2 separate regions of the Gossypium raimondii genome follow, and region 2 is linked to region 1. The links are chromatin contacts, called in public Hi-C maps. All regions are on one chromosome and are shown on one strand. Each heading gives the region's core, a stretch centred on a gene start, on an enhancer-like site or on the middle of the called end of the contact. The rest is flanking DNA. Distances are from core to core; before and after follow the strand shown. Region 1 has its middle 33 kb from the start of LOC128032955. Region 2 holds the start of LOC105798601 (heavy metal-associated isoprenylated plant protein 32).

Region 1 (5,156 bases), core at 1,263-3,762:
AGAAAAAATAGTTTTTCATTGTTTAGTATTTGTAAATCTTCTGATGTAATTCATATGCTTGTAACACATCTAGAAATTGACCTACAATAACATGGATACTTTGCCACATAGAACCGCATTTCCCATTGAAGGAAATCCATTACTATAAGAAAAATTTATGTCCATCATCTTTTCAGGAGACGAGTTCACAAGGAGGGTAACGTCATCAACGTCGTCACTTTCCAGCATCGACCATCCTTCATCAGTAAACCCATTAACAACCTCATTAAATCCCCTGGAGAATAGAATATGTTACTGCCATCGATCAAGAATCTACCTACACTGACATAGATGGTGAATTACTAAAGAGAAGAATGAACATACTTGCTCAATTTGTGACTAAGTGCACACAGATCTGCAAGTCTTCTCCCCCAACCGGTAACATTCAGCTGAGATATTTCCTAAGAAATCTGCCTCAAATGACGCAAAGCCTGCGCTAACGCCAAGGTTATACCATGAGACATTTAGTGTCTTGGTTTAACTCCTAACTCTACATTCAAAGTATAGATGCAAGAAATAGTCTTACCGCCATTGTTGTCTTCTGAGCAAGCCAAGTTGAGGACTCATAAAGGGGCCGCAACACTTCAGGAACACTCCAAGGCTACATATAAGCAAGAAGAAATTTGAAAACGTTGCTTTGTACAATAAAAAGTTTCTATGTTTCAAAACAGAAGTAAGGAGATGATGCACCTTGCTGTTCCAATTCACCCTCTGAGACCTAAGAAATTTAAAACAAGAATCATAATTTGCATTCAATAATTTGAAAAATAGGGACAATTCAAAAACCAGCAGCACTAGCACATATAAAACACATAACAATGAAGTAGAATAAAACTTGAATATAGTTAACAATGGATGAATGATGGGAAATGAGACAAACAAAAGGCAAACATCTTACATGAGGAGTATTTCGGTCTTTTGGTTTTAGAATGATCTTTTTCTTCACAGAATCGGCAGAAAAAGTGATTCCACTTACAAGACCATCAATGCCACGGATTGCAATTCAACTAATTAAGCAAAAATATGCTGGTAAATAAATGAAAAAGATAAGTTAAACACCAAAACAACATTCAACCCAAGTATTTTCATATATCACCAACTTCAAGTCGAATGAAAGAAGATAATCCAAGTACTAAGCAGATAAAACTAATAACATAGAAATATAATTTAAAGAAAACAAAAGCTACTAACCAATTAGCTCTGAACCGAAACTTACCCAAGACCAGAAAAAAAAGATAGCAAGGTAATTCAGCTCAAAATCAGCAGTAAGAAAGAATAATATGGAATACCCACAAAGAGATTGTGAACATACAAGTTGATTCAGATTAGAAAAATTTGATTGAGCAACCAATTTTTCAAGAACTGTGAAAAAACTAGAAAATATAATGATTAGGAACAAGAACAGTGAAAGTAACAACCCTTTTCTAAAAAATTTACAATTAGCTTAAATGAAACAGGTTCATGAAAACATGTTTCTGGTTGCATTTTATGGGATGTCTACCGACGCAAAATAAAATACATGTTCACAAACAATTTCAAAAAGTCGAAGAAAATATCAAGAATTTTAATTTAGGGTTTTCATTAAACAATAAAAAATTCAATATTTTGTTTTTCAGTATTGAATAAAAGAGACAGAGGAATGCAAAGAAGACATACCTGGGCTCTCCATTAAATCCATCTTTATGAAGCAGTCAATTTGATTTCAACTATTTTGATCTTAATAATAGTTTTTCCAGTCAAATGAAAAAAATAACCTAAAAAAAGAAGAGACGAAGAAAAATTAAAAAGAGGAGATGAGCAGTTTTTGATTAAGGTTTAGGTTTAAAAATTTTAATTAATTAAATTTATTTAATTTAAAATCTATTTTCATCCCATTTAGAAATCAAGCGGCACTTAAAATCTAGTTGGACCGCCACATAAGATTATCATTAGAGAGATAACGAAACTTAACGGTAGAGTGATCGATTAAGTAACAAAATAATAATGAAGTGACTAAACGTAATATTTCAAACATAAGTGACTAAAATGTAACTTTGAGGCAAACAAAAGTGACTATTTTATAGTTTACCCATAAATAAATATTGGTTTGAGATTCAATTTAATTAAATAATATCCAAGGGTTGAGTTCAATACTAGAATTCACCTTTTCTCTATTTTCTTATCCCTTAATTTTTGTAATGGTAAGTTGAAACCACTTACATCAATATAAATTTATTTTTTATTATGCGTAAAATATAATTAATTTATACGTTTTAAAAAGTTTATAGGATTTATTAAAAATTTTATTCATGTAAATTGAAATTTCAAAACTTAATATAAATTTGTTAAAATAAAAAGCAAAATTCAACTTAAATTCATACACTAGAAAAGGGAGATAAGAAGGAAGTTGTAGTAATAATGAAGCGTGGAGGCGTCTGGATTTCTTTTGTGGGACCCACATCTTAACCTTTTTCTTATTTTAAACACCTTCCGTACTTCCCTTAATAATAATACAAAAAATAAAAAATAAATGGAAAAAGATTCCCGCGCTCTTCTCACAGGCTAACCGACAAATTTCGCCGTTTACAAGCTTCCGTTATCTTTTTTCTTCACCCTTCTCTCCCAATCTTCTCCTTTATTTTTATTTTTATTATTTTCACCGTTTCCATGAAATGGCTCGGCTCGGCTCGGCTCGGCTCAAGTGTTCCGGCTAACAACTCTCTTTGTTTATTTGCTTCAAGGAATCTCTTTTAGATTAGATTGAGGATTACATAATCAACAACCTAACTGATGACCCCTCAAAAAACCACACGACCTAATTTATGGCTAAACTCAGTTAAAATTTCATTTTCATCATTAATGTTATTGAATTGTAATACTTTGATGATTTTTTCATAATTTTAACCGAAAAAATATCGTGACGTGTTAGTTTAAAGGTTAATATCTAACTTAACTTATGAACTATAATCGAAATATTTAATTTTATCTTTATAACATTTTTAATCATAATTTTGAAACATAATTATCTAAAATTTTAAAATTATCTACAAATTCTTTAAAAATTCAGAAATTTATTTATTTTCTAAAACTATAAAATTTATTTTTAAAATTATAGTTATGTAATAAAAAATCATAAAATCCTTAAAAAATTAACCTAAGTTGAGTAGGTTAAATTTCAAAATTGTAAAAATATCAAAAATTCTTTGAAAAACTCTGAAATTTTGTTATTTTATTTTTGAAATTATAAAAATGTTTTTAAAACTATAATTACGTAAAAAAATTGAAAATTTCACAAAATTCTAAAAACAACCTTTCAAACCTTTGAACTTTCTGAAAAAGCAACCTTTCTGCTTTCAACCCCATTTCCGCCACTTGAACCACCATGCCGACATCCTCTCCGGTCGAAAACAGGACCACCGTTCAAGCTTTGTCCTCTATCACTTCAACCCACAGCGGACAAATGAAATGAAAATGGTTTCTGTTTTTTTTACAGTGACATCAACGTACATGTATATCCATGTAAAGAAAATGGAGACAGGCAAAAAATCAAACAACATCCTTGAGCCTCTGAAACAACAAGTCGTCGCCATTGCTTGAGACCTTTCAGGTAATTATTATTTTTTTAATTCCGATGTTAATTTTTGAGTTACTTATTGGGAAGTGCTGATAATTTTTTTTGCCTATTTTTAATTATCTAAAAACTTAAAGTTCCATTGATTTGTTAACCTAAATTTTCTTTATCTTGAACTTTTAATTGATTAGAATATGGTAACTTTTTTTGTTTTTAATTTATTTTCACCTCAGAAATTTACTATATTTTGATGCAGTGTCGAACAATAAATCAATAATTCTTTTGGTTTTTGTTGTTTTTGTTTGATGGTAGCCTGTTTACATATTTACCTATTTAAAATGGCTGAAGTAAAATCTGTACAAAATTTAACCATTTTTATTGATGCGATGGGCTGGAAAAGAGAGAGGATTTTCTTACAAAGTGAAAGGGCTTGGAAGGTTCTTTTTCTTAGATTTTATGAAATTTTAATTTTTTACATAATTACTCATTATAAATTTTGATCACTATTTTTAGTTTCTTTTTAATCTATATGCGCTTTAATATACTCAAACTCACACCAACAATAGTCCTAAAACTCAAGACCAATTTAACATTTGTTAAACAAAATACTTTTAAGCTTTTCAAAAGTACTTTTGGGACAAAATTGGCCCAAAAACACTTTCGAGAAGTAAGATTGAGCTAAACCTCAATCAACATACATAATTATAGTTTTAAAAATATTTTAATAATTTAAAAAATTAAAATAGCAAACTTTCTGAAAATTTTAAAGAACTTTTGATATTTCAATATTTTTATAATTTTGAATTTTAACCTAACTCAATTTTTTTAATTTTTAAGACTATGATTTTATTAATTTTCACATAATTATAATTTTAAATTTTTATAGAAATTTTTTATTTTTAAAGAATTTTTTGCTAATCATTTTTTGCTTGCATTAAAATAAAATATAATCATCAAATTATATTATTTAACATAATTAATAATTAATAATTTTATATTTGTATATAAACAACCAGTACCAAAGTTATCATAGGTACTGCTATATACAAATATTTGTTTTAGATTTATTAGTGTTTTTAATTTTTTCCTATACTTATAGCCTAATTTCTAGTTTTTTAAAACAAAATATACATTAAATACAAGCAAATATATCTCATTTACATATCTAAAAAATGTTTATATAAAAACATAAAATTTAAAATTATTAAGTAAGTTAGATAATTTAATTTTAATGATTATATTTTATTCTTAATGTAACTAGAAAATAAAAATAATTATGAGAAATATAGAAATCTTGTACTAGTTGTTCATATACGAAATTTTTATATTTTTAAACTAATTTTTAATATTTTAAGCCATTTTCAATTTTTGTAACTTCAATAAAAATAAATATAATCATTAAATTAAGTTATTTAACTCAATTATTAATTATTAATTTTATGTTTGTATATAAATATATTTTACATATGTAATTGAGATCCATTGAATTTATATTAATATATATTTTAGAATAAATTACTTTACAGATAAAAGATCATGATTACTCAAAATCTATTTTTAATTTAAT
Region 2 (5,156 bases), core at 1,145-3,644, 350 kb after region 1:
GAAGTAGAACAAATATTTATTTGTGTTAATCTTATTTGTATTGCTACATATAATTTATATAATATCAACAACATTCTCATAAAAAAGGAAAGCCACACCACTGACTTTCCACTTACAACATTTATCATCCTCCCCTAAAACCTTCAACAAAAATATTATCTATATCATAATTTAACCCCTAATCCAACATAAAATTTAAAAAAAGAAAAGATAAAAACTAAAATTAAAAAAAAAACATTTTCAAGTATATTATGGCATCAAACTTGAACTTTTTTTTTAGGGGGTAAAATGAAAATCCAAATCATCATCATCTTCACATAACATTGCAGCTTGAGGTATTCTCATCACTAAAGAAGTGGGTATAAGGGTCGGGTTGAGGTTGAGCTTGAGGTTGGGGATATGGATACGGGTATGGATATTGACATGGGTATGGTGGCATGTAATTCACAGCTGCGGGTGGCCTAGCATGCATCATGGGCTGAAACCTCTCATTTCCTCCTCCCATTGCACGTTGTTGGTTCATCATTGCTGCCAAATACTGTTGTTGTTGTTGTTGTTGATGGTATGGGTTACCCGGCATTACATCCGGACCCGCTCCTTGGAAGTACCCTCCGCCGCCGCCGCCGCCGTTCATGGCTGCTGCCGGTAACCCTTGCACTGCTGGGATGTTACCCATTTGGGGTAAGCTCCCCATTTGGCCCATTGCCATGTTCATGGCAGCAGCCCTTTGTTGTTGACTCATGTTCCCTCCATTAGCGCCGCCACCCATGGTAGGGAACCCATCGGAAACACCGTTGGGAGCTCCCTTTTTGCCACCGTTTCCACCACCGTTGTTACCACCATTCTTCTGTAGCTCCTGAGGTAAACCACCGCCATTTTTACCACCGTTTTTACCACCGCCACCTTGATATGGATTCCCCCCGTTAGGATTCCCTCCAGCACCACCACCTTTCTTACCTCCATTCCCATTTTTACCCTCATTGTTACCACCACCAACAGGCATACCACCACCCCCACCGTTACCACCTTTCTTACCATTACCCCCACCATTAGGAGCAGCATTTTGAGGACCCTTTTGGGGATTCATAAGCTGAGGAAGATTACCATTCATCATGCCATTCAACATCACCATGTTGTTGGGCATTCCTTTAGGAGGAGCATTATTCCCCATCATAGCCTTCATCTTGTTAACTGGATGACGAGGATCATCCAACTCATCGCCATCATCAAAATCATCATCATCAAGATCACAATCATCATCCAAGTCATCATCATCATAATCATCATCACTGAAATCTTCCTCTTCAGCAAACTTGACAGCTTTGTTGTTTTGGAGTTGGTTGGGATTAGGACCCATTTTCATGTCCTTCAACTGAGGCAGCTTCAGATCTTGGAACCCTTTCATTTGTTGAAGCTGTTGAAGATGCTGGTGCAACTGTTGAGGTGTCGGCTGACCACCTTTCGGCTGGTTATTGTTGTTGTTGTTGTTCCCTTTCTGACCACCCTTGTTGTTGTTTTGGTTGTTGTTCTTGTTGTTGTTGTTTCCACCTTTTTTGCCATTATCAAGCATCTGCATGTTCTTGAACTGGTTGGCAAGATGAGCTTGATTGTTGTTAGCTTTTGCAGAACCCCAAGGCTCTGCATGCTTCCCTGATTTTGCAAGCTTTCTTATTAGAACATTAGGATCTACATTTCCCAACACTGTTACCTTACCTTGCTCAGAATCTATGGTGGTCTTAAAAACCCCTGACATAACAAAAATAAAACCCAAAAAACTCAACTTTAAAGTCTGAAACATGAAAACAAATTAATGTCCCAAAAAATGAAGAAATACCTTCAATCTTTTGTAAGATTTTCTTCACTTTGTGCTTACATCCATCACAGTGTATGTTAACCTTGAGGACACAAGTCTGCAAACAAGCAAAAAAAAAAGATTTTTTGAGTAGAAACGAAGTAAAGGTATAATCTTTAACCAAAAAAAAGATAGAGAAACAAAAAATGAGAGAGAAAAAGAAAGAGAAAATACTTGGATCTTCATAAACTCTTCTTTACTCATTTTTTTTTTGTTCTTTTCTAATCTCAAATACACAAACAAAAACAACGAGAATGAAAGAGGAAAAAAAAGGGTTGGTCACAGATCTGAAGAAAAAACAGAAGAAATGATAGAAATTTACAACAAATCCCAACAAAGACTTAGTATTTGGGTTTGTTTAACAGAAGAAGAAAGAATGAGAGCAGGGAAGAAGAAGAAGAAGAAAGAGAATATATGTTAATAAGCAAAGCAAAGACTCTGCTAAAAGGCAAGAAAGAGAGAGTGCCGGCAATGGCAATGGCAATGGCAACGGCAACAGCAGGCAAAGCAAAGCAAAGCAAAGCTTCACTCTATCTTTTGGATCTTTATTTATTGATATATTTATATATGTTGAAATTTTACCAGAAAGAAGATAGAGTGATTTTTGTTTTTTTTTTGTTGTAAAATGGGGTTTAGGCTTGGCTTGAGCTTTGGCTTTTGGCTTTGGTATTGGCTTTGTATGAACAAGAAAATAAATAAATAAATTTGAGGCTTTTGGTGATTTCACAATTTTCACCGTAGGAGGGGGATTGGATTTTGGTGGGTCCAAAATAATAAATGGAGTGTACAAAGATCACAGATTTGAATGAACTCCTTGTCAGATTTTTACTCTCTTATAATACAATACAATAATGACAGTAGATGGCATTGCCATACGCTTCCCTATCCTCCTTAGATTCGAGTTTATTTTAATTATTTTCTTATTTTTTAATTAAAAGGATTTTCGTCAAATAATTAAACTCTTTGAATTGTAAAATTAAATTTTATATCAAAACTTCTAACGAGGAATAAGTTGATGGAAGAGATTCGAAAATTATCTATATTATTATATCTTCTTTTATGTTTAAATACATATCTTTTAAATCTAAATATATTTTTTATTATTTAAATTGAATTCAAAATTAGGAAAAGAAATTGGTCCAAAGCTTGAGTTTGTACATGCCAGCCTAATAAATTTAAACAAAAAGAACTTACCATATATCATGATTGGATTACCTTGGTGTATCCATTTTACAACCTTCAAACCCCATATAAATTTTATTCTTTTTTTTTCTCAATAAAAGTTCAACTAAAGTGCACTCTAACCATATTTCTTGATTTATAAGAATCAAAGTCTTGGAAAACCCCTAACCCTAATCACAAAATAAACACAACCCTAAAATTCTTGCTACTCCATCAAACCGTAATTGGATTTCCTCCCATTGAATCAAGCACATATTGAATTTCTCTTTATCAATCAAGTGCATTCATTTTCTTTCCTAAATTGAAAATTTCCCACTCCACTAAAGAGAAAAACTATGTCGAAAAGAAATAAAATTTGCCTAACATATGTAAATTATCAATATTTATCAAAGTGTAATAGATTAATGCTTTTTCGAAAGAATTGAATTTAATTGAAACACTTAAACATAATACAGATACTAGTATACATCTCATACACCGCATCCTATAGTCAAAGTAAGAGAACTTTTTTTCAACCCTCCTATATTTGATTGGTCTCCTTGTTTCAATCACTTGTAGGATGCGCATGAACTCCGTTGTTGTCCAAGATGTCTACCAAAACTAACTAAACTAAATTAATATTAAAACTAAGAAAAGAAAAGAAAAACAAAACAAAAAAAAAACCAACAAGAAGTTTCAATCAATGCTAGTTCATGGAGTTTGGAGCATCTATCATTGAATTTGAACGGTAAAAGGAGGCTTGGATGAGGAGAAGCATCAATCAAAGTCTGGTGACGATTCAATGACTAAAAGAAGATACTGGAAAATTTGAAGTTTTGGACATTGGGATTTGATTTGGTTGATTTCATCTTAAACCATTCAATAATTGGAAGAAAGCAACGAAAAGGTAGCAAGTCGATACCTTCAATTGGCCAAAAGTGACCTGAATTATGGTGATTCCAAGTACAGGCTAGGGTTTGGAGAAGAAGGGAGTAGCTTTGTTTTGTTCTACAAAGGAATAGAAAATGAATAGACAAAAAAAAAGGAAAAAAGGAAACTTACGTGTGAGATATTTTTATAATCTTTCTAATTTTTTTTAGAATATTGACCAATTGGAAATAATTTGAAAATATTAAGGCTACTTTTTAATAATCATGACCAAATTGACATAATATATAAACATTGACGGCTAAAATTATTATTATATCAATTTTAAAAGTTGTTACATCATCTCCCCATTAGTCTGTTAACAATTGGTGACAAAAAAAAAAAAGAAAATCCAATAAATTGAGTGACCATTTTATTACTTTCCATAGCTGGGTGACAAAAAAAAACCTTACTAATAGTGGCCTTGTTCCGTAGACTAAGGGTGCCTTTGGATAAAAATTTGCGATGGTGAGATGGAAGATTGAGAGATTATTCTTTCTCATTGCATTGCTTTCATATTTAGGTAACTTATGGTGTAATCCATTTAGCAACTCTCACCTGTAGAAAAAAAAAACCCCTCTAATGAAAAGTGTTCTTGTTTTCTTAAAAGAGTGCTTGTTTTGATTCCAAATAAAAAATGATGCATGCTTATTGATTAGCTTCTATTGACAGTGGTATATAAAAAATTTAATAAATAATGATGTTAATATGAAAATTGTTATCATATAATAATTATATCAATTATTTTATCTGATAGTTTAATAAGCACAAACTCGGACAATGGGATGTCGGGCAAATAGGATTGTTTCTCGAATTGGAGTGGCTCGGTTATTTCGGATTGAAGCAAATGGTTTTGCTGGGGGGATTTGGATTCTTTGGAATGAAATGATTCAATTAACATATTGGTTATGTATCCCCAAATAGTTCATATGAGAGTTAGCAATGTGTAAGATTCCTCTAGCTTTCTATGTTCAGCAATATATGTTAGCCCACAACAAATGATGGGGAGGGAACTTTGGTATACTTTGAATTACACGACAGATTCGATTTTAAAGTTGTGGTTGATTGTTGGAGATTTTAATTCAATTTTGGAGGGATCGAAAAGGGTAGGAGGTGTTGTTATGTCGCAAATAGGTTGTAAATTATTTCAATCATTCATGTTTGACAATGGGTTTCGTGATTTGGGATATAATGGACCACAACTTACTTGGAGTAG

Evidence for each region. A called contact is a pair of places that touch in the nucleus more often than the background predicts.
Region 2: a contact with region 1 is called in a Hi-C map of leaf, with 2.1 times the contacts expected there. The contact joins the promoter of LOC105798601 here to the enhancer-like site in region 1. A contact is called at or near these places in 2 of 2 Hi-C or Micro-C datasets (both in leaf).

The regions. Positions count from the first base shown.
Region 1 is chr9:24,937,454-24,942,609 of ASM2569854v1, forward strand. No RefSeq gene overlaps it. Among protein-coding and RNA genes, the nearest start is that of LOC128032955, 33 kb to the left of the region's middle. Within about 2 kb of position 2,513, the one cell type or tissue checked has open chromatin away from gene starts, as enhancers often do. A contact at or near this core is called in leaf, where this site is marked.
Region 2 is chr9:25,285,888-25,291,043 of ASM2569854v1, forward strand. It overlaps LOC105798601 (heavy metal-associated isoprenylated plant protein 32), which reads right to left and starts at 2,395. Exons shown (of 3, transcript XM_012628726.2): 1 at 2,027-2,395; 2 at 1,835-1,910; 3 at 16-1,746. The coding sequence starts at 2,056. The coding sequence ends at 314.